Regions from separate parts of the Mus musculus genome. Here all the other regions are linked to region 1. A link is a contact called in public HiChIP or PLAC-seq and promoter capture Hi-C data. All regions are on one chromosome and are shown on one strand. The core of a region is the stretch at or near the end of the contact, and the rest is flanking DNA. Distances in the headings are between cores, read along the strand shown. Region 1 holds the start of Ptrh1 (peptidyl-tRNA hydrolase 1 homolog). Region 2 holds the start of Set (SET nuclear oncogene). Region 3 holds the start of Zer1 (zyg-11 related, cell cycle regulator). Region 4 holds the start of Endog (endonuclease G). Region 5 holds the start of Miga2 (mitoguardin 2).

What was found. Promoter capture Hi-C pulls out the DNA fragments that hold promoters and counts their contacts. HiChIP or PLAC-seq counts read pairs in DNA pulled down with a chosen protein or histone mark. Capture Hi-C pulls out chosen DNA fragments and counts their contacts.
Region 2: a contact with region 1 is called in a promoter capture Hi-C map of neutrophils, with 6 times the contacts expected there. The contact joins the promoter of Set here to the promoter of Ptrh1 in region 1. A contact is called at or near these places in 2 of 39 promoter capture datasets (neutrophils and pre-B cells).
Region 3: a contact with region 1 is called in an H3K27ac HiChIP or PLAC-seq map of double positive thymocytes, with 6 times the contacts expected there. The contact joins the promoter of Zer1 here to the promoter of Ptrh1 in region 1. A contact is called at or near these places in 2 of 39 promoter capture datasets (liver and pre-B cells) and 1 of 115 datasets of contacts at active chromatin or transcription factors (double positive thymocytes).
Region 4: a contact with region 1 is called in a promoter capture Hi-C map of liver, with 4 times the contacts expected there. The contact joins the promoter of Endog here to the promoter of Ptrh1 in region 1. A contact is called at or near these places in 2 of 39 promoter capture datasets (hematopoietic stem and progenitor cells and liver).
Region 5: a contact with region 1 is called in a promoter capture Hi-C map of liver, with 3 times the contacts expected there. The contact joins the promoter of Miga2 here to the promoter of Ptrh1 in region 1. A contact is called at or near these places in 1 of 39 promoter capture datasets (cranial neural crest) and 1 of 9 other capture datasets (liver).

Annotation. Positions count from the first base shown.
Region 1 is chr2:32,772,301-32,778,080 of GRCm38.p6, forward strand. It overlaps Ptrh1 (peptidyl-tRNA hydrolase 1 homolog), which reads left to right and starts at 3,521. Exons shown (of 5, transcript NM_178595.3): 1 at 3,521-3,595; 2 at 4,004-4,223; 3 at 4,407-4,506; 4 at 4,683-4,728; 5 at 4,822-5,293. The coding sequence starts at 3,530. The coding sequence ends at 5,004. Ttc16 (tetratricopeptide repeat domain 16) reads right to left here and starts at 3,333. Exons shown (of 15, transcript NM_177384.3): 1 at 3,031-3,333; 2 at 2,748-2,795; 3 at 2,091-2,257; 4 at 1,682-1,772; 5 at 1,365-1,508. The coding sequence starts at 3,048. It overlaps Cfap157 (cilia and flagella associated protein 157), which reads right to left. Exons shown (of 9, transcript NM_025619.1): 8 at 5,528-5,717; 9 at 5,113-5,269. The coding sequence ends at 5,198.
Region 2 is chr2:30,064,017-30,069,796 of GRCm38.p6, forward strand. It overlaps Set (SET nuclear oncogene), which reads left to right and starts at 2,458. Exons shown (of 8, transcript NM_001204875.1): 1 at 2,458-2,877; 2 at 4,253-4,310; 3 at 4,944-5,086; 4 at 5,311-5,414; 5 at 5,502-5,615. The coding sequence starts at 2,805.
Region 3 is chr2:30,120,946-30,126,725 of GRCm38.p6, forward strand. It overlaps Zer1 (zyg-11 related, cell cycle regulator), which reads right to left and starts at 3,666. Exons shown (of 16, transcript NM_001290503.1): 1 at 3,331-3,666.
Region 4 is chr2:30,168,439-30,174,218 of GRCm38.p6, forward strand. Endog (endonuclease G) reads left to right here and starts at 3,086. Exons shown (of 3, transcript NM_007931.1): 1 at 3,086-3,628; 2 at 4,404-4,513; 3 at 5,253-5,631. The coding sequence starts at 3,137. The coding sequence ends at 5,535. Gm31080 (a long non-coding RNA gene) reads left to right here. Exons shown (of 4, transcript XR_866091.1): 4 at 1,859-1,897. It overlaps Spout1 (SPOUT domain containing methyltransferase 1), which reads right to left. Exons shown (of 12, transcript NM_172660.4): 12 at 5,009-5,747. The coding sequence ends at 5,655.
Region 5 is chr2:30,361,084-30,366,863 of GRCm38.p6, forward strand. Miga2 (mitoguardin 2) reads left to right here and starts at 3,150. Exons shown (of 16, transcript NM_001242407.1): 1 at 3,150-3,222.

The DNA of each region.
Region 1 (5,780 bases), core at 2,271-4,770:
GACAGAGACTTCAAGAGACAGAGATGGAAACAAGATACAGAGCAGAGAGACACCAAGAAACGTGGAGGAATACAGCAACACAGAGATTCCAGACAGAATGGGGCAACAGGTGAGGGCAGCGGGGCTCCGGCCAAAGGTCTAGAATTCACAAGTGTTCCCCATTTCAGATGAAGGAACCCAGGATCAGGGAGGTGAAGTGACTCGCCACAGGTCACACAGGAAGTGAGCTAGCACGACACAGGCCCTCAACAGTTCTATCAGTTATCTGAATGCCTCGAGGGCTCTCCTGCCTTGTCTGGTATATTTGTCTTATTAACGTTTCACAGTGTAACTCATACTGGCCGGGAACCATGCAACCCAGACAGACCTTGAACTCATGAGACTCTTCCTGCCTCAGTTTCTGGTGTGCAGAGTGTGCAAGCCTGAGCCACCATGTCTGGCCCAATGTTTCTTTTTTATGATGTGCATTTATTCTGTGGTGTGTGGGGGCAGGCACATGCCGCAGCACACGTGTGAAAGTCATAGCTAACTGTGGCAGTCTGGTTTCTTCCCACCGTGTGCATCTCAGCTATCACACGGAGGTAGTCAGGCTTAAGAAGCAGATGCTCTTACCTGCTCAGTCGTGTCACTGGCCACCCAAGCTTCTTTGTAGGAACTGAGGGGCTTGGTGTTTTGTGGCACTGGTGCTTGGACTCAGACCCTTTCCTAGGCAAATGGTCTACCACTGTTGCACTCAACTCAACTTCTAGCCAATATCTGACTTTCAAAAGAACTTTCAAAAGACACTGACGGTACTGAGATGACTCAGTGGGTACAGGCACTTCATCATCAGGCCTGCCGATGCCCAGGGCCCACCCACATAGTACAAGGAGACATCTGACTTCTGACCTCCCTAGGCACACAGATGCACACATACACACAAGCACACATGCTCAAGTCAATGTCAAAATAAATGTTAAGCAGTTAAAATTCCACTTAGTACTAGGGACAGCACTCAGAGCCCTCTGTGTGCCAAGCTGCCATCCTACCACTGAGTCACACCCCTTACGGACCCAACCCACCCAAATCGAATTTAAAATTTAGTTCAGTCATACTTGCCACACTGTAAGGACTCAACATTTCCATGTGGCCAGTGGTGACCCTATTGGATAGTGTGGGTAGGTCAGAGCCTTACTGCAGAAGTTCTAGACACCTCCAGCTAAATTAATAAATCAGCGATGGGGGCAGCTGGTGTAAACAGGTGCACAGACCGGGAGTCCCCAAGAACTCAGATCCTATCCCAGGAAGGCTCCCTGTAGGTGAAGGGCAAGCCAGTAGCTGGGGATAAGGTGAGAAGTCCCCTGCGGGTGGGGCAGCTGAGGCACCTGTAGGTAGAGCACAAAGGCCAGCCGGTTCAGGTACTTGTTATTCCCTGGGTCATAGGAGTAGGCCCTGCGGAGGTTCTGGAGGGCAGAGGAGAAGTCACAGAGTTGGATGAAGGCCTCAGCACGGAATACATAGAAGTCTACCTAAAGGCAAAGAGACCCTGGCTGTTATTTCCTCTCCAACTTCTTCCCTTCCAGGTGGTTCCAGAATCTGATGGTCCTGGGAGGAAGGGCTAAGCAGGTTTGACAGTGACAGGGGGTGGGGGACTTATGCCCAGCCAGTTGCTCCCTGGGGACCACTCTGACTCTCCTCTTACCAGTTTGGGGTCCAGGTGGAGGGCACGGGAGAAGAACAGCACAGACATCTCCCAGTCCTCTTGTAGGAGGCACTGATGGCCTTGGTTATAGCTGTGAGGACAGGACAGGACAGGACAGGACAGGCAGTGGATCTGGTATTGATCTGGGACCAGCCCAGGACCTTCTCAGGGCTAGAATGGGGTATGCAGGAGGGAGGGCTGAGGTAAAGAGGCTGCAAAAGCCATCAGAGCTCCACAGAGGCCAGGCTGACCTTCCTGGAGCTCTTCCAGGGCATCAGCCCCTTATCCCTCTACCCTCGCTGTTCACTGAGACCCAGAGAGGGATAGCAGCCAGCTTGCAGCTGAACCCAGTATTAATAATGGTTTTGTAGAGTAGGAACCTGGAGTTGGAGACAAAGAAGTCACTCACTACTCTCTGACTTTGGCAGGCACTGTTGATCCTATCATCCTTCGTTTTGTAGGATCTGTCATAACATAGAACACATGACTGGTCCCAAAGATGCGTCGCAGGATCTTCTCTGGGGCTTCAGGAACCTTTAGCTTTGGAGTTTTCTGGGAACGGGCACTGTGAGGCTCCTGGAACCAAGCCAGGGGCAGTAAGCTCAGAAGGCCTCAGGAACACTTCCCCCAGGAGCTTTGCCTACTGGAAGAGGTGTGAAGAGGCCTCCTGGTAGAAGGCACACCTAGTCTGGGGTTCAACAGTCCCCCAGGGCTCCAACATTTCTCTAGCCCTGCCTCTCTCCCTGTCCTGTGGTCAAGGTCAAGGAACCACTGCACCCTCTGCTCTCCTCTTGGGCTTTGTCTGCTCTCACCTTGTGCTCTAGCTGCTCATCGTTTTCAGACCCTGCTGCACAAGGTTCCTTGTGACTCCCGCCCTGGGATTCTCACACTCGTCAGGTCACATTGAGCAAGCACTTCACCTGACTTCTTCCCAGGGCTTCTCACCTCTGTGTGATCACCCTTCCCATAGTCACCAGAATCGGGGAACCTATGTCTCATCAGTCCTCAAGTTCTGTGTTTCACTCCTCAAAATCTCTCCACTTGGGCTGGGCACGGTAGTGCATACCTTTAATAACCCCGTTCTAGAGCTAGAGGCAGATGGAGTTCTCTGAGTCTATAAAACAAACAAACAAAACCCCAAAACGTTAAAACAACAACAACCCCCCCAAAAAATCTCTCTGCCCTCTCTCTCCCTTAGGACTGGGAGGCCAGTCACCCTTCTCCCCTACCACACTACAAATGATGACCTCTGACCTCTCCCAGTTCCCCTGAAGGGCTTGACTGGCTCTTCCTCAAGCCCTTCTTGCGGCCCCGACCTCTGCCTCAGCTTTCCCCTTCTCAGCCCTCACCTTGCTTCTGTCTGTCATGGCCAGGTTTCTAGGCTAACTTCTGGGCTAAGCATACTCTGAGGTTCCCTAGCTCCGTTGTTGCTAGGCACCAGGTCCACGATGTCCATAGGCCCCGCCCACTTGGCCCCGCCTCCGAGAGTCACTAGAAACTCAGCAAGGCAAGCCAAGGCCTAAGTCAAGGAAAGAACCTATGGGCAGTGCACGCCGACGCGGGCCAGGGTAGAAACTTAACGAGGTACCAGCCCTCGAGCAAAGGCCGAGCAAAGGCTGAGCCATACAGGGTGACGCGTCGCGGAGGAATGCACCCAGACACTCGCCCGGGCCCGCGATCCACCCACTTCCGCCCCGCAGAGACATGGCGGACGCCAAACCCAGCCTGGATTGGGCGTCGCTGGACATGTCGTGATGCTATTGGCTTAGGGATGCCTGACGTCAAGGGGCGGGGTCCTGGCTGTGAATGGGAGTCGGCACGTTGAAGTCCGGTCTTTTTAGTCCAGGGATGCGGCGGAGTTGGGCCTTGAGCCGGCAGGTTTCCGAGGCTCGGTTCCCCGGGAAGCGGTGGCTGGTGAGTGGGGCGTGGGTGGCTACACAGGGACGCGGGGCTTGGCTCCGCAGCTACGCTTACATTTAAGTGTATGCGTTGTATGCATGTGCCCTGTGGCTGTCAGAGGGCAACTTAGGAGAGGGTTCTTTCCACCATGTGGGTTCTGGGGATCGAACCCAGGTTGTCAGGGTTAGCAGCAACCTTACCTTCGGAACCATCTTTTCGGGATAGTTGTCCCTTTTTCTACTTAGTCAAATAGGCGCAATACTAACTGGCTCCAAACTTTTAGTTTTGCTCTTGCACCAGGGAGCGGCATCCTCTGGCTGGTGGGGCCTCCAGGAGTTCCCAGACCCTTAAGTGCTCCTTCCCAATACTGTCGCTTCTGTTTCCTGGTCAATGTTTTGGGTCCTGAGTGAGTGTTGCCTACAGGTGGCTGGCCTGGGGAACCACGGAATGCCCGGCACCCGGCACAGTGTGGGCATGGCGGTGCTGGGGCAAATAGCAAGGCGACTGGGAGTGGCGGAGAATTGGACTCGTGACTCGCGCTGTGCTGCTGACCTCGCCCTGGCCCCGCTCGGGGATGCTCAGCTGGTACTGCTCCGGCCGCGGCGCCTCATGAACGTCAACGGGCGCAGCGTAGCCCGAGCTGGTGAGTTGTAGGTTTCATGGATAAGAGGGCACAGGGACCAGAGAGAGGGTTCAATTGTGACAAGTGCCTGGTGAGCCCCAATTACTACAGTGAAGGCTTGGGGAAGCCTGTTTACATATGGGGGTTGTTGTGACCCCTCTGAGCAGATATGCAGTAACTAGAGTGTTGTTTCCCTGTGCCAAGCGGAGCTGTTTGGGCTGACTGCGGAGGAGATCTATCTGGTCCATGATGAACTGGACAAGCCGTTGGGAAAGCTGGCTCTGAAGCTGGGGGGCAGCGCAAGGTGAGGCTCTTATGTGCGTAGGTTTGGGTAGGGATGCTGGCCTCTGTTGGAGTGGAGTAAGATTGTTGAGACTATCTATCTCGATAGGCTGGGCTGCTCTGAAGAAGGCCTGGGCAAGGGAATGGAGGAAGGGCACTGCCTCAGAAAGTACTAACTGCTCTTCATATCCCCTCAAGGGGCCATAATGGAGTCCGTTCCTGCATTAGCTGTCTGAACTCCAATGTGAGTCTACCCTTCTGCCCTGCCCTGGGTGGGGGTGGCTAGCATTGACATTGTATCTCACCAATGCATCCTCATTCCCCTGGGACCCTACAGGCAATGCCAAGGCTGCTGGTGGGCATCGGGCGCCCCACACACCCTAATATGGTGGAGAACCATGTCCTGGGCTGTTTCTCCCCGGAGGAGCAGGAGCTACTGTCCCCATTGATGGATCAGGCCACTGACCTGCTCCTGGACCACATCCGTGCTCGAAGCCAGGGACCATTGTCAGGCCTCTAATACCAGTGGATATATCTACCTGTTTGACTGCCTGCCGGTGCCATGAAGCCAAGACAGGGCCACAGAACTGCAATGACACAGTGGTACCCAATGTTTATATAACTTCCCTGGGTTTCCCCAGGCTACTTGCAGATTCAAGGAGGGACTGTGGCCACATCAGTCTGTTTCTGCAGCAGCTTGGTCTCCCCGTTCGCTATTTGCGGTGTAGGAAAGGTCTAGGAAGGGTAAACTTTCTGAACCTTTTGAGAGCTCCAGATGGGTAGATCTGCAAGATTAAAGATACGAACTTGAAATTGGAAGCTTCCTGTGGGGTTAGGCACCAGTGGGTAGGGACAAGAGGGTCTGGCAAACCCTATTCCTAAGGGATCATGGGTATAATGCTTTAGCCTTTTTCCATTGGGTCATTTTCTAGGTGGGGAGGAGCAAAGAGATTCCACCATATCCCTGAGGCTACCCAACTATAGCCTGGCAGAACCAGGGACAGCTGTCAGCTTGCTGTGCCTAGGGTTCCTGGCACCCCTACCTCATTCGTGTTCTGGCAGATCCCCATTCGGGTGATATAGGAGAGGGGCCTGAGATCCTGGGGTTTGAGTGGGATGCGGACCGGACGTCGAGGCACCAGCCCAAGATCCCCTGGCTTATAGGTTGTGATGGTCGAGAGCTGCTGCAGCAGAGAAACAGCCCCTTCCTTGGATGTCTGGGTGATGCGTTGGCTGTGGAGAGGGATCCAGGGTCATCCCCTCCATCCCCACAAGAGGAAAAATATTGGAGAGCCA
Region 2 (5,780 bases), core at 1,208-3,707, 2.7 Mb before region 1:
ACGTTGTGGTTGAAAAAAACTTCAGTTTTCAGAGCAAGCTTCTTTCTACCTGGGAGTGGCCCATTAAGTCAGTCTATCTAGGCTTGTAGGTAAAAAAAGGAAAGAGATTGGAGAAGTGGTGGTTCAGTGCTTAAGAGCACATTGGCCTTGCCAGGGACCTGGATTTAGTTTCTAGTACTGCAGTGGTGGCTCCCAGCTTCGGCTCCAGGAGGATCCTCTTCTGGCCTTTGCACATAGCACAGTTAAATACTACAGACAAAACACTCTTCTGGGTAAAAAGTAATTTTTAAATTGTTTGTGTAATACAAAGAGAAAGAAACAGACATTCTTGGTGGGTTGGTTTGTTTCCCCCACCCCCCACCCCCCCCGTGGGTGTGCGCCAAGACTTGATGTCAGCTCTTGTCTCTTAAGCCACATTTAAGACATTAGGGGTTTGGGGAGTGAAGAGCAGAAGTTCAAGGCCATCCTTTTCTAGTTCCACTCCCCACCTCCCAACCCCCAGAAAAAGAAAATAACTGGTTTATGTTGGTTCCTTCTCTTGTAAAGTTGAGTTGCCGGTGGGGCTGCCTGGCAGATGACAGTTTATCAGGCACTAGACCTGGGGATCCATTCCCATTACTTAACCCAGTTTAGTTTATCTGTAAAATATACTTAGTATCTTGTTTTGGAAGAGTTTGAGGCAGGGGTCGTGGCTGAGTGATAGGGAACTTGCCTCTTAGGATCCAAGCCCTGTTTTTTAACCCTAAGATTATCTGTAAAAGTTACTTTGTATCTTATGAGGGTTACAGGAAAATACAGCCAAATGCAGCAGGAGCCTAGGGTAGTGATTTGGTATGGGAGTGCTAAGGGCTAATGCTCTAGCCCTTTTACTTTTAGACACTTAGACACTGTAGCCCAGGCTAGCCTCTGCCTCAGCCTAAGTCCTTGTTTTGTTTGTGGAATTTCTTTGCTACTGTGTGCCAGGACCTCACAGGGCTATCAGGAATCATTCCTGGTGAAGGCATCACCTGAGTTTTAGCAAATGTTAGTCACAGTTTATAGCTCTCCTTTTTGTCAGACCGTTCCCTCTTTAAGAAGCCTGTCCACAGTTGCCTGTGTTGGAGGTCTCTAGGCTTGGGAGCTGTGTGGGTTAGAGGTCCTTAGAGGTTGTCGCCAGATTTAAGCTTACCAATTGCAACAGATGAGTGCAATTAATTCACCGACTTGAGCATAAGGTGCACCACCAGGAAGGCCTAGCTGAATTTCCTGGAGTTGAGATGGAAACTTGGAGGAGCACATTTGTATTCTCTCACCATGGACTGTATATATATATATATATATATATATATATATATATATATATATATATATATATATATATGATGTATTTTACATTTATTGTCTACCCACCATGAATGACTTGACTTAAAGCCACATTGCTTTATGTATAAGAGCTGATAATAAAACGGGAATACTGAGAGTATGGATAGTTCAAGCTCTAGTGGTAGAGGAACCAGGTAGAGAGCTTTCTGGATTTCCAGGACCACGTGTTGGGATCCAGGTAGACAGAGAACTATCTTTTCAAGTCCTGAAAAACAGTGTTTAACCATTAAATCCCTCCGACATAGTGCTTAAGGACTTTTTAATAATCTAAAGCTGTTTTTGTTTGTTTGTTTGTTTGTTTTACTGTTTTAGCCTTTGACTTTTAAACATTTCCCCATTTGTCATCACCAAAAATGTGCTTCCCTCACCACTGAGATCAGGACACCTGTACGAAGTTGAGCAGAAGGACCTGTGGCAGAAAGGTCCTTCCTACAGTCAGAGAACTTTCCTGTGGTTCTTTTGAGTGTGAATATGTAACAGATTTTTAAAAATTCAGAACCGAGGGCAGAGGCTTGAATTGGCCCATGCATAAACCCGGTCCCGCGTGTAAACTGGATAGAGGAACTGCTTGCGTGTGGCTCTGCACAGCAGCCTAGAGTTTGAGTCCCCAGCTTCTCCATCTAGAAAAAAATGAAGGTGCCCGGGTGCAGAACTCAGGCGCCTGATTGTAGCCAGGGTACTCCTAAGGCCTGTACTTTTGAGGGGCTGCGCGCGCCCCCTCTCCAGAGCCCCCAGCCGCCCCGCTAAGGGAAGCCACTGAGCCACCACGTGATGGAGTATTGGGGAACGGAGGCCCCGCCTCTCAAGTCACCGCGCGGCGCGCAAATGTCCCGGGTCGGCTGGAGAAGGGGAGAGCGGGGGAGGGGAGCACCGCGCGGGGGCAGGACCATGCGTCGCTGAGCCGCTTCCTCCCGCCTCTCGTCCAGGCCCCAGTGTCCCCACCGCCGCCGCCGCCACCCGCCACGGCCCCGCCCCCTGCCCCGCGGCCGCGGCCAATCGCTGTACGGCGCGAGCCTCTCCGGCCGGGGGCGGGACTTGCGCAGGCCCGGCGCGCCTGCGCTCTGCGGCCTGCCCCTCGCCGGGAAGAGGAGGAGGTGGTGGTGGAGGAGGTGGAGGAGGAGGAGGAGGCGGCTCAGGGCAATCCAGAAGCGAGCCGGAGCGCGGGGCGCGAGTCGAGGAGCCCAGCCGAGCCGCCGCCGCCTCCCCGCCTTCAGCGAGAGCCCCGGCCGGGGGCTCGCCACAACGCGCCCGGGCCTGCCTCCGCGTCAGGCCCCGCGGGCAGTGCCAGGCAGCCAGGGGGAGGGCAGGCAAGTGAGCGCCGGGAGGAGGCGGCCGGAGCGAGCGGGCGCCGCGCGTGTGGCGTGAGGGGAAGCCGCTGGCCGCCCCCTTGGCCGTCCCTTCGCTCCCCCTCCCCGCTCCCCGCCCCGATCGCGGAGGGCACCATGTCTGCGCCGACGGCCAAAGCCAGTAAAAAGGAGCTCAACTCCAATCACGACGGGGCCGACGAGACCTCAGGTGAGGACCGGGCGCGGCGGGGGCCCGGCCGCGCCGCCATCTTTCGGCCCGGACCGCGGGGCTGCGGGGGGCGCGCGGGGGCCGGAGAGCCGGCGCCTTTTTTGTGTGCGGCCCGGGACCGGGGGGCCGGGGTGGCGCCGTGGCGGTGAGCGGTGCGGCCGAGGCGGGGGCGCTGCGGCCTGCGCGGCGGGCGGAGACCCCCCCTTCCCCCCGCCCGCGCTCTCCTCCCCCTCCCTCCCTCCCGAGAAGCCTCTCTTTATTGTGCTCCGCCATGATGCCTCGCTCCCATCAGCCGCCACCGCCGCCACATGGTGCGGCCGGACGCAGCCTTGCGGCCGGGCCTCTAGTGCCGCCCTGCTTCCCGCCCTGAGCCGGCGCTACCGCGGAACCGGGAACCGGGGTTTGGGGCGGGGTAGGGGCGCGGAGCCGGCGGGAGGATGCTCCAGGCTGCGCGGGTTGCGCACCCCACGTGGGGCAGCCACACTCGGGCGCGCCGGGGGTGCGAGGAATCTGGCCCCGAGGCCGTATGATGCAGGGGCTTCAGGGGCCTTTAGGACGCCTAGCCCTCGCCTGGAGGGTCGTTTCGAGCCCAGGACAGCTGCAGAGCCCGGGCTGGTTACCGGAAATGAGACGCGCGATCGGGCCCCTTCACGCCCACTTGGCTTTGTAAAAGCCTTCACAACCCTCGGACAAAAGGGCACGAAATAGGAGCACACCCCCTCTCCTTTTTATGGCTCCAAGTTTTTGAGTAGGGTTTTCCCACGAAGTGTCCTGAAATACTGCACGGCCGTATATGATGACCAATCTCATCAAGAATGGGTTGAAGGAGTAAGGTCAGGTTTACATTCTAAGTCTGAGAAGACGACTCCGGGAAGTTTGGTGACTAACTGGTCTTTGTCGGTGTATATTGATAATCATAACAAATTGAGAGCACTTTAAATTTTTTTAAAGCAGTTATAACAGTTGATAGTATCCTAATTTGTTTTATGGCCATGGACTAGTTTCCACACTAAGTGGCAGCTGGCACTGGCACCCTTTCTCTTACAATTGTATAATATTAGTAATAAACATGAAAAATTCTTGAATGAGGTGAAGCCTCTCATTCACCTTTAATAATGAAGGCCAATGATTGCACCTTTGTAACGAACGAAACTCTTTGAAAAGTAATCCAGGAGTGAAGCATTTTTCCGAGTAGCGGAGTAGATGCCTTAATTTGTGAATGGTAGGGTAATGAGAAAGTAATTCTCAACTGCGTGCTCGAACACGTGGGGAGCATGCTTTGTGGTGAGCTTCACTGTTGCAGTTCCCATCCTGGGATCAGGAAGAGGAGCTTGTAATTAGTGTTGAGTCTTATGTCCCCTTTCTTGTTTTGCAGAAAAAGAACAGCAAGAAGCAATTGAACATATTGATGAAGTACAAAATGAAATAGACAGGTAAAATATATTAATTCATGTTATGGAAAGTTCTCTTGTGGAACTGATTTGGCATCAGGTAACTACAGGAAGGTTTTGGTGAGCACACTCGTGTTTCAGTCTGGTTATAACTCCCGGGTTAATGTAATCTTTCCTCAGCCTTCCCAGGTGCGGGGGTACTGTAGGTAGGGTGCTCTTTCAGAGGTGCAGAATTAGAGTCTGGCTGCTGCTACCTGGGTTTTTTTGGTTTTTCAGAGACAGGGTTTCTCTATAGCCCTGGCTGTCCTGGAACTCACTCTGTAGACCAGGCTGGCCTCAAACTCAGAAATCCACCTGCCTCTGCCTCCCAAGTGCTGGGATTAAAGGCATTTGCTTGTTTTGTTTCTTGATTAACCTTCACTTACACTTTCTGCTACTGGGGACACAATAACTATTTGGAAATACAGTATACAGAAATACAATGTTGCCAGACTGGAGATGAGCTGAGTTAGCTCAGTGGTTTTGGTTGTCAGAGGACTGGGCTGCAGGGTAGCAGATACTCTGTTCCTAAGCAGGGAGAGAAAAAGCAACAGTGTTACCAGCATGTGTCAGTTGGGTATTTAGCCTTTCCATCTTACCGCCTTAGGTTTTGATTCTAGTCTTTATTTGTTTCAGACTTAATGAACAAGCCAGTGAGGAAATTTTGAAAGTAGAACAAAAATATAACAAACTCCGCCAACCATTTTTTCAGAAGAGGTCAGAATTGATCGCCAAAATCCCAAATTTTTGGGTAACAACATTTGTCAACCATCCACAAGGTATGTGGTGGGTCAGCACTGCTGGTCTGCTAGGACCTGGAGCTTGGGGAGCTCTGGGGACAGTTACCTCACAAAGCTGCAGTTGGGACAAGAATAGTCTGTTTGCAGTTGGTGGTTTTAGTAGAAAGAGCAAAGTGGAAGGGTGTTCGCTGAGTTTTTGAACATTTAAAAGGGTCATTAAGTAGTCTCATTCCCACTTGAACTGAACTGAGTTGCTTCTCTAGTGTCTGCACTGCTTGGGGAGGAGGACGAGGAGGCTCTGCATTATTTGACCAGAGTTGAAGTGACAGAATTTGAAGACATTAAATCAGGTTACAGAATAGATTTTGTAAGTACCTAACCTCCTGCTTAGCACAGTGAGTATGTAATGGTATGAAAGCTGATCATTGACTGCTCATCATTCCATATTTTACAGTATTTTGATGAAAATCCTTACTTTGAAAATAAAGTTCTCTCCAAAGAATTTCATCTGAACGAGAGTGGTGACCCGTCTTCAAAGTCCACCGAAATCAAATGGAAATCTGGAAAGGTATTTTGTATATCATGGCTGGTTTGCACACAGTGCCTTAGATGCTGGGTAACTATGCAGAGATTCCAATGAACAGAGGAATCGGGATAGGAACCCCACACTGCATTTGTCTTTGTGCTGCATCGTCTACAGTATCTGCTCAGGCTTTCCGGCTCCATTTTTGGA
Region 3 (5,780 bases), core at 2,416-4,915, 2.7 Mb before region 1:
TCCACTCAGTAGGTCAGACCTGGGCTTTCCAGCTTTCCAGGTCTGTTCTCGGAGGTGCCGCCTACAGCGACTTGGGCAAGCCTCATTTTCTCTTCTCTGCCATCAGAACCTCCTTACAACTCCAAGCATCCTTGAGCACTGACCACAGATGATCTGGTTTTCTGGTAATGATTCTATGGGCACCATGGACCAGGGCTAGAAGCTTCCTAAAAGTAGGGACCGTGCACAAGTCACAGGACCTCCATTGTATATTAAAGAGCACATGTTGGGCTAGCTGGGATCCTCCCGTTTGTCTCTCCATCTCTGGGATTACCAGTGCATGTCAGCAGATGGCTTCTGTATATGGGTGCCGGGGATTGAACTTGGGTCCTCGTGTTTGCAAGCATGCTTACAGTCTGAGCCATATCCCCAGGACTTTGCTCACTTCTGAAGCCAGAAACCCAGCTCTAGTGAATGAACCAGGTTTGATGTTGGTCCCCAAAGAGCTGACTCCATAGTGGTTTCTGAGCTCACATTCCTGGAATCAAGAACTGCAGCAGTGAGGCTAACGAAACACACCCACCAAAGGCAAGACCGTAAGATGCTTCAGTGGTTAGTGCTGCCGAGACTGAAAGCCTGCATTCAGCCTCGGGCCCCTCATGGTGGAAAGAGAACAACTCTTATAAATTGTCCTCGGGCCTCCACAAATGTGCTGTGGTACTTCCCTAAGTAACTGTTAAACACAAACGAACACCTGGAGGCAAAGTGGGCCCTGAGCATGTGGGCCCTAGATGCCCCTGTACGAACCCAGTGGCATGAACGGTAACAGCAAGTGTTCTTCACCACTGCGAGCATGAGTGAAGGATAAACTCTTCTCTGACCAGTGTCTGGTTTCATCCTACCGCTCTCTCCAGGGTCAGCAGGGGCAGGAGGACACCATTCTCTGCGTAAAGCAGGGAAAACCGAGGTTCAGAAGGAGCAACAGATTCACGTAACTATATACAATAAGCTGGCAGCAGAACTGTGCTAGGCCCTGGCTCACCACAGTGCTAGTCTGGGGTTCTGGTCAGAGAAGCTTTCTCTGCCGTTGAGGCTCCTGTCTTCTAATCACTGACTTTACACATTTACATGTTACTTAATTTTGTGGTGCATGGGGTGGGCCCCAGGGGTTTATGGACCCTAGGCAAGTGTTCTATCACTCAGCCATAGCCTCTGACCCTTGGCCTTGCATTTTCAAATCCTCTGGCCCTGCTCAGCCAATAGCACAGGCCTGATGATGTAGTCAGGTTCAAGGGCTGAGAAGATCTGGAGTTGTTCTCCTCAAAGGCTGCAGATTTTCAGCCTGTGCCAGGGGCCTTCAGAATTCACAGCCTCTACCTGAAGTTCGATCACACACTCAGTGCCACAGATAGGTCCAACACAGTTCTTTTCCAATCTGTCTGGAAGACATCGTTTTGCTTATATTATGTTACAGAATGGGGATATTCAGGGCTTGATTTTAAAAGTCCTTTTTGGGTCAGGCATGGTGGTACACACATATAATCTGATGGAACTGTATCAGGAGGCAGTTGCAGATCAAGCTCTATGAATTCAAGACCACATAGCAAGATTGAAGCCAGCCTTGTCTACATGAAACTGCCTCTAAATAAATAAATGAATAAATAAATGTATGTATGTATGTATGTATGTATGTATGGCCACCAGCTGGAGTTGGTGGCTCCTGTTTGCAGTCCTAGCCTTTGGGATGCTGAGGAGAACTGCTGAGTTCAAGCTCAGTCTGGATTCCACAGGCCGTTGCCAGTCTCACTACAGAGTGAGAACTTGTCTAAACAAACACAACAAACAATCAAGGCCAAGGTCACAGATACCCCGAAGAACAGACCATTACTTTTACCAGTGAATGGTGTCATAAAGTTCTACTTAGCTTCCCCCAGTATTCCTACAAATCCTATGAGCCAGGGGAGTCAGACAGAGCTGGTGATGCCTCCAGCTGATGCTAGAAAGAAGGGCTGCAGGACTGTGTCGTGGGTGGATCCCTCCTGTCATGTACCACACTGCCACACATGCACCCTGTAGCTTAGCAGTCCTATTCTACAGATGGAAAGACCGAGGCAGAAGGTCACCTGCTCACATTCTAACTACGAGGAAACAGTAATGTGACATGACTTTCCCGCAGAAATCTCTTTTAATTTCTGCCATGGATGTTCAGTACAGACAGCAAGAGGGCACTTAAAACACAGGGCTGAAGTACATTGGTCATTTGTCACCTCAGACAATTGATTCTTCTCCAACATTTCAAAAATTACAAATCAACCCTGCATCACAAGCCAGTCCCTAATATGTTCCCTGCGGTTATTTCTTCTCACTTGATTTCCTTGCCACCCACTCTGCCTCCTTCATTCAGACCCAAGCGGGTTCTCTTGCCACCACAGGATCTTTGCGCCTGCTGCTGAATGCTGAGCCCCCAGAAAGCTGTAATGACTTTCTACCTCACTCATCTCTGCTCAGACAGAAACCTCATTAGAGACCTTCCCTGACCATTCTATACAGAGGTCCCAGTCTCTGCTTCGTGACACCTATTACTATCAAACATGTTGTACGTTTATTTACTGAATAAGGCAAAGCACATCGACCCTTCATACCTAACAAGAACCTCTTGGTCAAAGCATAGCTTCTGTGACCCCCCTTTCAATGCTATCTCCACCGGTCACTCTAACTTGAAGCCTGTAGAGAACCATTCTGTCAGAAACATCATTGAGTTAGCTTTTCCCAGGCATTAGGCACCACTACCCCCAACCCTCTGCTCCCCCTCCCGTCTCTGTCATACACACAAGGCACAAGCAAACCCGGGGAAGCTTTGACTGGTTAAAGAGCAGCTAAATCTACCCAGAGCTAGCCAGAGCGGTCAGTTTTAGTTTCACCTCACCTATGGGAGCCATTGATCTTCAGCAAGCCCACCCGCTCTTTTCCGACCCTGTTGCACTATCTTGTACCTTGGCATCGCATTTTGGGAGCTGATCCAGGAGCCAAGCCATCCCTAAGCTTTTAAGTAGCACGGCTTCGGGGGTTGGGAGAAGACCTAAACTCATCCAACAGGTAGGAGGGGCAGAGGCTGGCCTCCTAAGCCCTACGTTGAGCCCCCATTTTGCAAGGGCGAGCGTCGTTCTCATTCTAGAGAGAGCTCAATTTTCAAGGCAAAATCCTCAGACCTGGGTGGCAGGCGACGAGCGCCATCCCACCACTAGCCTGTGGTGGACCTCTGCAAGGAGTCGCAGCGACAATGCTTAGACCCTGAGACAGGGTGAAGAAAAGGATGCAGGTACGTCTCTTGGCTCGGCATTTAGGACGTACCCTAGGAGGGGGCGGCCCTCAACGGGGAGACAGGATGCTTCGCAGGCTTACAAGCGGAGGCTGCGGCCCGGGGGAATCGGCGGCCAAAGCGCCGCAGGAGGTCGGATCCGGTCCGGGTCCGGGTCGGCGGGGCGGGGCGGGGCAGGGCGGGAATGCTGCGACCGGAGCCCCGGACGGAGGCCGTTCCCTTGCCCTCGGGCCGCCGGCTGCTTGGCTCCGGGCCCAGCCCCTCCCCCCGATCCTGTTCCGAAGGCTTGGAGAGCCTGTGGCTGCGGGTGTGCTGTCAACAAAGCGTCACTTCCGGGCCGCCCCTTAGCAGCAGAGGAGGGGTTCTCTCGTCTTGTCCCGCCGCGAACGTGGGCGGAGGCGGCTGAAGGTTCCGGGTTCTCTGGGCTGCTCCTGCCCAAGCTGAGGCCCCAGTCTCCACGTTAGCTTCCAGGGTTCCTTCTAGCGAGGGGCTAACTCGCAGGAGCAGGTTCAGGACAGGATTGACTCCATCTTACCTAGTTAGTGCTGACTCACCCGGTGCCCAACCCGACGTCTTTTGGGCGGTCTCTAAGCAGCCACCACATTGCCCCTCAAAATGTGCTCCTCCTTCTTTCCTTCACGAAAAGGGCCATTCACCCAGGAGCTGTCAGATAGCAGGAGTGAGGCTGTTCTTGGCCACTGCGTTTTCTTCTAGTCACCAAGGATCTCTTAACAGTTGTTTCTCTCTTCCTCCAATAGTGCCCTACTGTCCATCATTTTATCTTTCAAAAATATTATTTTAATTATGTACATAAGTGTATATGTGCTTATGCACGTGACGGCAGCTGCCTGCTGAGGACAATAGCCCCGGAGCCCATGAAGCTGAAGTTACAGGTAGTTGTAAGCCCCACAAACGTAGGAACCGAACAAGCTCTCTGGTCTATACTTCCTTTTCATTTTAAGATTTTTTTCCCATTTATTTATATGTGTGCATGCATATGCACATGTGCAGGAGATCAGAGCACTGTTGGCTGGAGAGGGTTCTCTACACCAGCCACGTTGGTTTCAGGGATCAAATTCAGTCCTCACCATGCTTGTACCAAGCACCCTTACATGCTGGGCCATCTCACTGGCCCCATCACCATTTCTTCTCTTGATTTCTACCATAGCCTCCGAACACAAATCCCTTCGTTCCTTCTGCAGTCTCACAATCAGGGCATCCAGACTTTTCATCTACCTTCTCTCCTTACCCAGTCCCTCAGTAAATTGTTTCCTTCTGGTCTCCTGTCCAGAACGTTCACAGTTGAAATCAGTGTGGGCTCTTTGCATCTCTGTCATTCTAAGCTCAAACAATCAGGCAGTAGGCTTAAACATTTTTCTTACTGCCCTCCACATCTGGTAAACTAACAACACTTTTTGCTTAAGGAATGCCCTGGAGTGAGGTTAGAGAGAAAGAAGGGAGGGGATGTGGAGGCTCAAACCCAGGTCCTGTGGCAGACAGGAATTCTATCATTGAGCGCGCGCACACACACACACAAAATACTATACATACACCTTAATCTTAGCACTCAGGAAGCAGAGATAGGCAGATTCCGTTAGTTTAAGCTAGTTCCATGACAGCCAAAACTACACAAAATAACCATGTCTCTAAAACAAAAAACAAAACAAGAAAAGGAGAAAAAATAAAAGAAAAGAGAAAGTAGATACCTTAAGTAGGAAGGTAAATAACTCAAAATAGGTTCAGGAAGTCCCTGAAACTAACCAGATTCACTAAGACCCTCCCTGCCAGAGAAAAGAATAAAAAGTTGAGAGTTCTTAGTCAAGCTGAGCTGCAAAGAAGATACTGAGACCAGACCAGCTACATGTAAGAAGAGGAAACAAGCTGAGCTGCCTATGAGAGATTTAGACCACAGTCAGGTGGAAAGTACATTTCCCAGTCTGTTTAGCTCTCTGCAGACTATGCTCTGTGCTATAGGTTTCCAGCTTTTCTGAACTGTCATCTTCGCAGAGATGTGCCTTGGTCATGCCACTGTCTTTGAGTCATTTCTGTTCCTGTAAGTAATACCAATAAAACTCACTAGCTCACCAAACTGGACTGTGGTGGTATATTTGGTCTGTCCGGAATTCCCTATCCGGGGTGAGTAGACATGCATGTTGTTAACTTTCTAGGAAAAAATTGTCACATAACACCCTGTGTATGGCAATCCTAACTCAGCAATGTATTGAAACAATTCTACATGCACGACTGTCTTAGTTTAGGGTCACTATTGCTGTGAGGAAACACCATGACCAAAAGCAAGTTGTGGAGGAAAAAGTTTATTGGGCACACACTTGTCCATCATAGTCTTTGAAGGAGGTCAGAGCAGGAACTCAGATGGCAGAAGCCTGGAGGCTGGAGTCCATGCAGAGGTCATGGAGGTCACTTGTTTGCTCATCTTTGTTTGTTTGAGGCAGGATTTCTCTGTGTAACTCTGTCTCACACT
Region 4 (5,780 bases), core at 1,836-4,335, 2.6 Mb before region 1:
TGAGGTAAGGCTGTCCTCAGTGTACATTCCCCTCAGCTACCTGTTCGTGATCCATCACATATAATGAATATCTTCTGCTCCCCATCTTTTTTGTCCAGCCCGGTAACTAAAACCCTGCCTACCTATTCTCCCCAGTGATTGGCTGTCACCACTTTTATTTAACCAGTCAGAGAAGATAGGTGAGCGAAGTTCATACACATCGTCTGGTGGCTGTGATCCTGCGCTTGTCTAGACTACAACCAGATCTTCAGGTCCAGTGTTTGACATCTGAATACATAGCAGCACCAGACCAAGCACTGCCGTGGGCATAGGCCTCTTTAGACTACTTCCTGCTGATTAGGGGCATTGGGTTCCATGGGGGCAGATCTGTTTGTTTGTTTGTTTTCAGTTTTTTGAGACAGGGTTTCTCTGTGTAGCCCTGGCTGTCCTGGAACTCACTTTGTAGACCAGGCTGGCCTCAAACTCAGAAATCCGTCTGCCTCTGTCTCCTAATTGCTGGGATTAAAGGCGTGAGCCACCACACCCGGCCCATGAGGCGAATCTGACATCCATCCTCAGGATATCTCCAACCAGCAATCCAGCAAAACAGCAATAGCAACAATGGACCAATAGCAAATGCAGCAGCAGGGACCAGTGGCAGCAGGGCCCACAGCCATCACAGGCCCTCTCAGGGTTCTCAGCTTTATTCCCTTTCAAGAGTCCCCAGAATTACAAACATAAACTATCTGCAGCTGCCAAAAATGCTGTCCCTCCTAGAGCATGAGACAATCATAGTTATCGGCTGTGCACAGTCTGAAGCAGCCCCATATCCCACACTTGGGATTAAAACAAAATCATGTTCACGAAATATAACTGTGGTTTTTTTGTTTTTTTTTTTTTTGGTTGGTTGGTTTTTTTGTTTTGTTTTTTGTTTTTGCTGTTGTTGTTGTTTTGAGACAGGGTTTCTCTGTATAGCCCTGGCTGTCCTGGAACTCACTTTGTAGACCAGGCTGGCCTGGAACTCAGGAATCTGCCTGTCTCTGCCTCCCGAGTGCTGGGATTAAAGGCATGTGCCGCCACCGCCCGGCTATAACAGTGTTTTTAGAGAAACCAAAGTTGTAGGCTTTAGAGATGGCTCAGAGGTTAAGAGCACTGACTTCTCTTCCAGAGGCCTTGAGTTAAATTCCCAGCAACCACATGGTGGCTCACAACCATCTGTAATGGAATCTGATGCCCTTTTTCAGTGTGTCTGAAGACAGTGTACTCACATATATAAAACAAATAAATCTTTTTAAAAGAAAAAAAAAGAAAAGAAAAGAAAAGAAAGCAAGCAAAATTCTGGTCACTTGAGCTGAATCCTTCACCTTAGAACTGCAGAGGCTGCACAGTTCAGAATATAATGGGTCCCGAGAACTGAAGCTATAGGACATTGTGAGCTGCCTGTCACTTAACTTGGGTTCTCTGCAAGAGTTGAATATGCTCTTTAAAAAACAAAATTATGGGGCTGGTGAGATGGCTCAGGTGGGTAAGAGCACCCGACTGCTCTTCCGAAGGTCCAGAGTTCAAATCCCAGCAACCACATGGTGGCTCACAACCATCTGTAACAAGATCTGACTCCCTCTTCTGGAGTGTCTGAAGACAGCTACAATGTACTTACATATAATAAATAAATAAATCTTTAAAAAACAAAACAAAACAAAATTATGTTGTCTATATAGGTGTTTGCCTACAAATCCTTTGGTGTTACAGATGGTTGTGAGCCACCATATAGGTGCTGGGAACTGAACCTGGGTCCATTGCTAGACCAACATGTGCTCTGAACTGCTGCACCATGTCTCCAGTCTACAACTTTGTCTTTTTTTTTTCATTTTTTCAACAGTCTGTGGTGACATACACCTTAAATTCCAGCACTTAGGAGGCAGAGGGAGGCGGATCTCTGAGTTCGAGGCCAGCCTGGTCTACAGAGTGAGTTCCAGGCCAGCCAGGACTACACAGAGAAACCCTGTCTAAAAAAATCCAACCAAGCAAACAAGCCCAAGTTTCATCATAACATGTTCACACATGTACACGGTATTTGTATGATTTCCCTCCATTGCCTTCTTACCCATCAACACCTGCAGATGCCCTATTTCCCAATGTATCTTAAAAGAAAAAAAATTATTATTCAGGCTAGAGAGATGGTTCAGATGTTAAGAGCACTGGCTATTCTTCCAGAGGTCCTGAGTTCAATTCCCAGCAACCACATGGTGGCTCATAACCATCCATAATGAAGTCTGGTGCCCTTTTCTGGACTGCAGGTATCGTGCAGGCAGAACATTGTATATGTAATATATAAATAAATCCTTTTACAAAAAGAATTATTCTATGGATATGAATACACTGTCTTCAGACACACCAGAAGAGGGCATCTGATCCCATTACAGATGGTTGTGAACCATCACGTGGTTGCTAGGAACTGAACTCAGGACCTCTGGAAGAGCTCTTAACCCCTCAGCCATCCCCCCAGCCATCCCCCAATTATCTTTTAATGTATAATTGGTTTTGTCCCATGCTAATGAGTGTGGCTCTGACTGTACACTCTCAGCCCTATTTTCTTCAGTTTTTATGTATCGGTCTTCCTCCGTCTTAATAGGTTGTAAGGAAGTTGATGTCTTAAAATATTCATAAGTTAAATACTATTCCATCTGAAATGTAGGAAATATCTTTAGCCAGCCCCTGACCTACGGACAGGAAACATTGGCCAACACAACATACTTCCCAGGCCAAACCCTTTAAGTGGGTTGAAAAGTATGACCCTAGCATAGCTATTTTCTCTAACCTTATATAGCAAGCTTAGGTTCCAGGCGGCTATCAATAGCTACACCTGCATTCTTCTGTTAATCAATCTAGAGAAATCCTTCGCTCGTTTGGTGGCAGGAGGGTGGGTGCACCTGAGGGGTCTGACAGATCTGGGGTTCTGTCCTGTTTAAAAGCAGGGCCATGTGAGGTGTACATGGCGAGGCGGAGCCCGACGTGGAACGACCAATGGCAAGCGAGTAGGGCGGCACCAGGACCCAGCTACGTCTTAAAAGGGCAGCTGAAGGGCGTCGGGGGCCACGCCAGCACAGGCTCCTTCACTCTGTGCTAACATCAGTAGCGTCCTTGTCCTCCGGTAGGCATGCGCGCGCTGCGGGCCGGCCTGACCCTAGCGCTGGGCGCGGGGCTGGGCGCCGCGGCAGAGCATTGGCGGCGGCGGGAGGGCAAAGCGCCGGGGCTGCTGGGCCGAGTGCCATTGTTGCCGGTGGTCGCGGCCGATCTTCCCGCGCTGCCGGGGGGACCGGCGGGCGGCACCGGGGAACTGGCCAAGTACGGGCTGCCCGGCGTGGCGCAGCTCCGGAGCCGCGAGTCCTACGTGCTTAGCTACGACCCGCGCACGCGCGGTGCGCTCTGGGTGTTGGAGCAGCTGAGGCCAGAGCGGCTCCGTGGCGACGGGGACCGTAGCGCCTGCGACTTCCGCGAGGATGACTCTGTGCACGCGTACCACCGCGCCACCAATGCGGACTACCGCGGCAGTGGCTTTGACCGCGGCCATTTGGCCGCCGCCGCCAACCACCGCTGGAGTCAGCGGGCCATGGACGACACCTTCTACCTGAGCAACGTAGCGCCTCAGGTAGTCTCGGACCCTGGTCGCCCGCCCGACTGCAGCGTCTAGATCTTACTTTACACGTGCACCGTGGCGGGAGGGAGGAATCTTACAGTGGCACTGCAGAATCCGGGGTTTATCCTTCTTCAGCCTCCCGTGGGAAGCAGTGCACCAAGTAGTGACGGGCTGCAGCAATGCCTGTCAGCAAGCCACCCAGTGTGCTTCCTCAGGGAACCCGGGAGCTTGACTCCTCAGTCTACCCTGCTGGCCTAGGGCCAGTCAGGCCTCCAGGGCACACTGTTAGCACTGCACCTGCTCCCAGCAGGGTCTTGATTGTGAAGTAGGTTCCTGGGACATCCACCCAGTGGATGGAGATGGACAGGAGACCATATCCCACCCCACACCTTTTGTTGCTCGATTTTCCAGGCTGCCCAGGAACTCAAGAGATCTGCCTGCCTCTGCCTCCTGAGTGCTGGGATTAAAGGTGCACACCAGCACTGTCCAGTCCCCGTGCCTTTAGAGCTTGACCTAAGGTTTGGGAGTTCCAAGAGACCTTGGGGGTCTCTGAATGACTAATGTCCCCTCCTTCCTCCTTCCCTTGAGATGGGGAAAGCTTAGAGCATTGGAGTGCCAGGAATGGAGTGTGGCTAGCACTGGCTCAAAAACTGTAGTCACAGAGCCGTAAGGAGGGAGCCCTTCTTTGAGCCCTTGTCCTTCAAATGTTTGGGCATTGACATTAAGAGCTGGGGCATGCCTAATGGAAGGTCCGAGGTGTGCTCCTGAGCCTCGCTTCTCCCACCAGGTGCCACACCTCAACCAGAATGCCTGGAACAACCTTGAGAGGTACAGCCGCAGCTTGACGCGAACTTACCAAAATGTCTATGTCTGCACGGGGCCGCTTTTCCTGCCCAGGTAAGCCTGTAGCTGACGGGGCCTCCGACTCCTGTTCTCCAACCTTGGGCTTTCTGTGTCACTGTAGCCAGAGACCTTTGGGTGGCCTAGAACTCTGCTGTGCCCTCAGGTGCCTGGCCCCACACCTGCCTTTGCTCCCCACGTCTGACCTGCCTTACCACCTGTAACCCGTGGCTGCACGGGAGGCTGTCACCCTTGCCTCTGACGTGCTAAGGATTCCTGGCAGACAAATGAGCTGAGCTCCTCGGGAGGGCACAGAAAGCAGCAGCAGCAGCAGCAGCAGCAGCAGCAGCACGGGCTGCAGCACGGGCTGCAGGAGGCAGCGGCTGCTGCGGAAACCAGAAGCTACAGGCATCCACTACAGGCCATCTGGCGTGGCGCGGTGTGACGCCACCCGAGCACCAGGCTGGGGCTGGGGTTCCCCAGCATGGCCTCCCACTCGTGCTTGTTAGGTGTACTGCCTACGGGACAGGTTACAGTCACGTGAGCATAGGTGAGCATCAGGGTCTAGAGAGCTCATTCCTCTAGCTGCGTTTATTGCCTCCCATTCTGTCTGAAGCAGTATTGGGCAGAAAAGCAGAGGTTAAGCATTGGTCCCCACCTTACATAGTTCCCAGACCCAAGGAGGCACCAGGCCCAGCACAAACTTCTTGCTTGTTGGAAGTTAGGAAGGCTTCCTGGAAGAGGTGACCTTGTATGTAACCAGGCCTCTTGGCCATGCGCCCGGGTCTATCCACAGGACCGAGGCTGATGGGAAGTCCTATGTGAAGTACCAGGTTATTGGGAAGAACCACGTGGCAGTGCCCACACACTTCTTCAAGGTGCTGATCCTGGAGGCAGCCGGTGGGCAGATCGAGCTACGTTCCTACGTGATGCCCAATGCCCCCGTGGATGAGACCATCCCTCTGGAGCGGTTCCTGGTGCCCATCGAGAGCATCGAGCGGGCCTCGGGATTGCTCTTCGTGCCCAATATTCTGGCTCGAGCTGGAAACCTCAAGGCTATCACTGCTGGCAGCAAGTGATGGTGGAGGACTCACTGGAGCCCCTGGGGAGATGGGCTGACTCACATTAAAGGCAGTTATTTTTGGAGAGAAGACTTGACCATCTCTACTCCCATGATCCTCCTGTCCTGCTGCTTCCTCTACATCCTGGGTCCAGAAAGCGGGGAGGCGGGCCTCGATCCCACCTGGGTGAGACCAGGCTGCAGAGCAGCCAGCGAGATGAGTATGGCCTCCTGGAAGAAAAGAAGTTGGTTGGGACCAGGAAG
Region 5 (5,780 bases), core at 1,900-4,399, 2.4 Mb before region 1:
CCCTCTCTCAATTCCTCTCATCATCCTCTCTGGGACTCTGCTTCTAGACATTTACCTGTTTCTTCTGCCAAGGCCTGGTGATAGATAATGCAGGGCCACTAAACTAAGGACAGGCCCTATTGCTTCCTCATCTGGCTGAGAGAAGGATGGACAGGACAGAGAGCTCACAGGCAGGGAGAAGGCTCTCAAGCCAAGCATGAGCCTTCTTAGTTGGGAGGTTCGTAATGACTATTCCTGGTTGTCAACTTACTATATAGAGACTACCCTTACGTTCCGTGACTCTAGAGAACCCTGGCTAATACAAGGTCGAAGTTCGTGTTTCTGCCAGGTGGAGAAAATGGGCTGCTCTAGGACATGAGCATGGCCTGACCTTGAGTGCGGTCGCTCAGTCCCCGGAAGGCAGGAGGACGTCCTGCTTCTACTGCTTCCCCTGTGGCTCAGGGAAGAGGATTTGGTGCCTGACTCCATCTGTTCTTGCTCCTGCTTCAAAGATTCATCTTTTTTTTAAAAAGATTTATTTATTTTTATTATATAGAAGTACAGTGTAGCTGTCTTCAGACACTCCAGAGGAGGGAGTCAGATCTCATTACGGATGGTTGTGAGCCACCATGTGGTTGCTGGGATTTGAACTCAGAACCTTCGGAAGAGCAGTCAGTGCTCTTAACCGCTAAGCCATCTCTCCAGCCCCCAGCAAGCACTTTTAAACCACTGAGCTATCTCTCCAACCCTTCAAAATTTGTTTGTTTCTCTTCTCCTTCTCCTTCTCCTTCTCCTTCTCCTTCTTCTTCTTCCTCTTCCTCTTCCTCCTCTTCCTCCTTCTCCTCCTCTTCCTCTTCTTCTTCCTCCTCCTCCTCCTCCTCTTCTTCTTCCTCCCCCTCTTCTTCCTCCTCTTCCTCTTCAGTCAGGGTCTCACTATGTAGCCTTGGCTACTATACAGACTGGGCTGGCCTAGAACTCACTGAGATTCACATGCTCCTGCCTTCCCAGTCCTGGGATTAAAGGTGTACATCACCACACCTGTCAAAATCTCAGCTTTGGGCTGGAGAGATGGCTCAGTGGTCAAGAGTACTGACAGACTGCTCCTCTGAAAGGTCCTGAGTTCAACTCCCAGCAACCACATGGTGGCTCACAACCATCTGTAATGAGATCTGATGCCCTCTTCTGGTGTGTCTGAAGTCAGCTACAGTGTACTCGTATACATAAAATAACTAAATAATATTAAATAGGGCTGGAGAGATGGCTCAGTGGTTAAGAACACCGACTTCTCTTCCGAAGGTCCTGAGTTCAAACCCCAGCAACCACATGGTGCCTCACGACCATCCTTAATGAGATCTGACGCCCTCTTCTGGTGTGTCTGAAGACAGCTACAGTGTACTTAGATATAATAATAATAAAAAAATCTTTAAAAAAATAATATTAAGTGAAAACCTCATCTTTTCACCCAGAGCTGTTCCTCAGCTGGTCCCTTTGCTTTGTCATCTGTCTGTGCAGGGGTGAACCTGAGCCATCTGGGTGTTTGTTCAGGCATCTGGGTGTTGTCCTAAGAGCAGGCGGGGCCCAGATATGTGGAGTTTGAAAATAAAACAAAACAAAACAAAAAACTTCAGGAGACTGCCAGTCTCCTACCACTGACCTAACATTAACAGGCTCTGTAACTACACACTGGTAACTCACAAGCCCCAAGTGTCTGTGTTCACAGTCTTGTATGCGAAATTGTTCCTCTTTACTCTGTACTTACCAGGATCTGTCTGTAGCTGGCCATAGTGACCATTCAGACAGCATCCAGCTCTGTCCTGTTAAAGCCATTTATAATTGCATGTCTTTATTCAGTAACTCACACTGGCTGAAAAGGATCAGTAACTGGAGGCTGGAGAGATGGCTCAATTGGTAAGCCCAGTGTATTGTTCTTGCAGAGAACTAGGGTTCAATTCCCAGCACCCACAGAATTCCTCTCAGTTGTAACTCCAGTTCCAGGCGATCAGAGGTCGCCCTCTTCTGGCCTATATAGGCACTACTTGCACCTTTTACCAAAAAAGTTCACTTTGGCCTTTATTTTTTTCCCCTGATATTCAAATAATAATTATTTACTAATTTAGAATTTGGATGTAGCTGGGCAGAGTTTCACATGCTTGTATATAATTCCAACACTTCGCCGGGCAGTGGTGGTGCACGCCTTTAATCCCAGCTCTTGGGAGGCAGAGGCAGGCAGATTTCTGAGTTCGAGGCCAGTCTGGTCAACAAAGTGAGTTCCAGGACAGCCAGGGCTACACAGAGAAACCCTGTCTCGAAAAAGAAAGAAAGAAAGAGAGAGAGAGAGAGAGAGAGAGAGAGAGAGAGAAACCCAAAAAACCAAACCAACCAACCAAACAAACAAAAAAAACCCCAATAATTCCAGCACTTCAGGCGATTGGAGGCAGGAGGATCAAGAATTCAAGATCAGCGGGCAGTGCGGTGGTGACACCTGGCTTTAATCCCAACAGAGGGCAGGAGTTCCAGGACAGCCTGGGCTACACAAAAAAAAAATCGCCTCAGAAAATAACAAAACAAAACAAAAAAAACCAAAAACCAACCCAACCAACCAAAACCCCAAACCAAACCAAACTAAAAAACAAACATACAAAACCTGCTAGTCTCCAAAGCATAGATCCTTTAGGAACCCTGTCTCAAAAAAAAAAAAAAAAAAAAAAAAAAAAAAAAAAAATCCAAAACCAAGAAACCAAACCAAACCATGCATAAATAAGGGTTGTAGATGTGCGTGTGCGTGCATGCGTGTGTGCCTGTTGGTGTGAGAGTATGTGTAGCGCAGGAGTTTGGTAATCAGGTGTGACATCCCAGTGACAACAACGCTGAGGACCAGCGTGTGGCAGAGACTCTCTAAGCAGCTGCTTCCCAGAAAGCCCCAGGTGTCCACTAACTCCACCGCCTTTTTAGTGTCCGTGTGTCTGTCTAATCCTAGTGACCAATCGGAGGAGAGAAGAGGACATTCCACACTGCAACCACACTTAGGGGGCGGTGCGAAAAGCGAGGGAGGCGGAGTCTGCGTGATCACGTAGCTCACCCCATTGGCCAAGGGCCTCGCCGATGCGGAGCGATATGGAGACGCTCATTGGTCAGAGCTGTGTTGGCCGGCCCGAGGCCACGCCTTCCCCATCCAGCGGCGTGGTTTGGTTGTATTGCCGCCTGGAAAGGAGACGCTGCCCTTCCCCAGCGATGGGATCCCTGGTGAGTGACGGCCACTGCGCGGGCGACCAGATCAGCAGGGCTAGAAGCGAGGCTTGCGGAGCATGGAACCCGGCCCACGCCGGGGTCTGCGATCCAGCCAGCCCGCGAAGGTGTCCAAGGTGGGATGAGTGGATCCCCTGGACCAGGCGGCTCGAGAGGATGCGTGGCTCCGTGGGTGGAACGAGAAAGGAGCTGGGTCAGAGAGGAGACTCCCGGGCCTGGAACGCTGCGAGCATCTAAAAGTATGGTCGCGGGCACCTCCCCCCCCAGGTGTGCCGGCTGTGGGCAGCGCTGTATGTGGACAGCGGTCAAGGATGTCCTAGGGAGGTCGGGGCCAAAGCAGGAAGGTCCCTGCCCAGGCTCCGCAAGGAGCAGATACTGAAGCTTGGAATATTGTTGATGTTCACTGTGGGGTTGCCCAATGCCCGGCTGCGTGGGATCCCACAGAGATGTGCAGGGGTGGGACAAACAGGACATGAGGCAGAGTGAGCTGTAGTACTGCCTGGTTCTGATAACACAGCCAGGTCAAAGTGGGACGAGAGAATGCTCAGGCCAATTAGTAGGGTTGGCTTGCACAAAAGAGGAGGGCCTGGATTGGAAAGCCGGGATATCAGGCCTAAGGTGCCAGGGTGGAGGAGCAGATAACCTACCTGCTCAAGAATGTGGAGCAGGATTGGTGGCCAGCATTAGAATAGAGAGACAGGTAGGATATGATGATGAGCTTGGACCCTTCCTTCCTCTTGGGCACAGACAAGGCTAACTGGACTCACCTGCAAACAGATGCCAGGCCTCCCCTTCCCTCTCTCCTCCTGCCTGGATCCTAGAATAGGCTCACCTCTAATACCAGGTGGCCTTCCCAGACGTTCAAGGCCCTCAGGTTTGATACAAGCAAGCAGCAGGCAATGGCTAGGGTGCTCGGCCCAGCCTCGGTCCTCATCTCTCAAAGCCTCAGTATTCCTATCCTTGCGTGCTCTGAGAAGGACTCCACTGAGGCCTCACAGAGAGCTAGTGCGCTGGCTTGTTGAAATGCTCTGAGAAGTATATCTCCTGCTATTTGATGTCCTTGTCTCTCACTCAGTGCCCTGCCAGGCTGGAGGCACATCATAGCCCACTTAACCTCTAGGCAAAAATGTACCCTGCCCTTGACAGTGTGGCAATTTCTTTAGCCCTTGAACCTCACTCTGCCTGCCAGCCCTCTTGCCCTCTCCCCTCCCCCCACAGCCCTAGGGCCAGCCTGATAGGGCTGTATGCCTTCCCCCACTCACCAAGGATAATCTGTTCCTTGTTCATGTCTTGTGCTGGCCTAGTGACTTTTGGTCATCATCCCAGAGAGACAGGGTCTGTCCTGGCCTATGGTGTTCCTTCCTCTGAAGATCTCAGAAAGCATCCTTGAACTTGAACAAGACCCCTGCTGCAGGGTCTTGGGGTCTCAGAATATGTGATCAAACATCTCATCTGGCTTTGGGTCTTAGTGGGTCTTGGGCTATCTTTTCTCTCTGTGTCTCTGCTGGGGTGCACTGCCTGTTCCTGCTGTGTTAAGCAGAACCCAGAGTCCAGTAGACCTTGACATACCCTCTCTTCACCACTTAGCAACCGATGAGTTATTTTGGACTCCTGGCTTAGGTTGGACAAAACTCAGTTTCTTCATGAGAAGGTGGGGAGAGTCAGGGAGAAACATCTGCCCATATAGCTGTCATGACTCAGTTGGTTCATAGCAGGAAACACAACACTTGGGGGACAAAAAGTAAGAGAAGTATCTAGAATTCAGATCCAGCCTGTGCTACAGTATATGACTCTGTCTCAAAAATAAATATAAGTCAAAACAAAACAAACAACAAAACCCCCACCACCACAACAAGATCAGCACAAATATTTAGGCCACAGGAAGTGAAGCATTCCTGGCTCTGAAAAGGATGTCAGTCTGCAGCCTGAGATCTTTATTTAGAAGATGGCCAGTGTTTTTAGAAAGACTGAGAAAGTGCAGAAGGCCCTGAGTTAGGGGATGACCTATTTATCTCCCGGTCTCAGGGTTCTTTCTATGCCAACATGCCACGCATGTCTCCCTCTGCTGCCGGGCTTATAGAGGTGTCTGTGGGGTATCTGGCTGCTTGCCTGCCTGTGGGGGCAGAGGGCTGGGGCCTGGTGTTCCTGATGCACGCCTGCTGTTCATTCAGCCACTGGAGGCACTATTTTTTTCCCCCACTGCTTCACGCTAGACAAGTGCTTTAAAAAATTTTGAGACAGGGTCTGCCCAAGTTGCCCAGTCATTCTTTGAGCTTTTGATCCTCCTGCCTCAGCTGGAATCACAAGCCTGAAGTGCCCAACCTCTGGGGCCTCTCTTGTTTATATCTCTGTGTGCTGACATGTGCACCTTTCTGTAAAAAACAAAACAAACAAACAAACAAACAAAACATCCCATAGATGAGCGTTTTGCATGTGTATATGTCTGTGCACCATGAGTGCCTGGTGCCTTCACAGGTCAGAAGAGGGCAGAGGGCATCAGGTCCCCTTCAGCTGGAGTTGTGACAGTTGTGAGCTAGCATTTGGGTGCTGGGAAT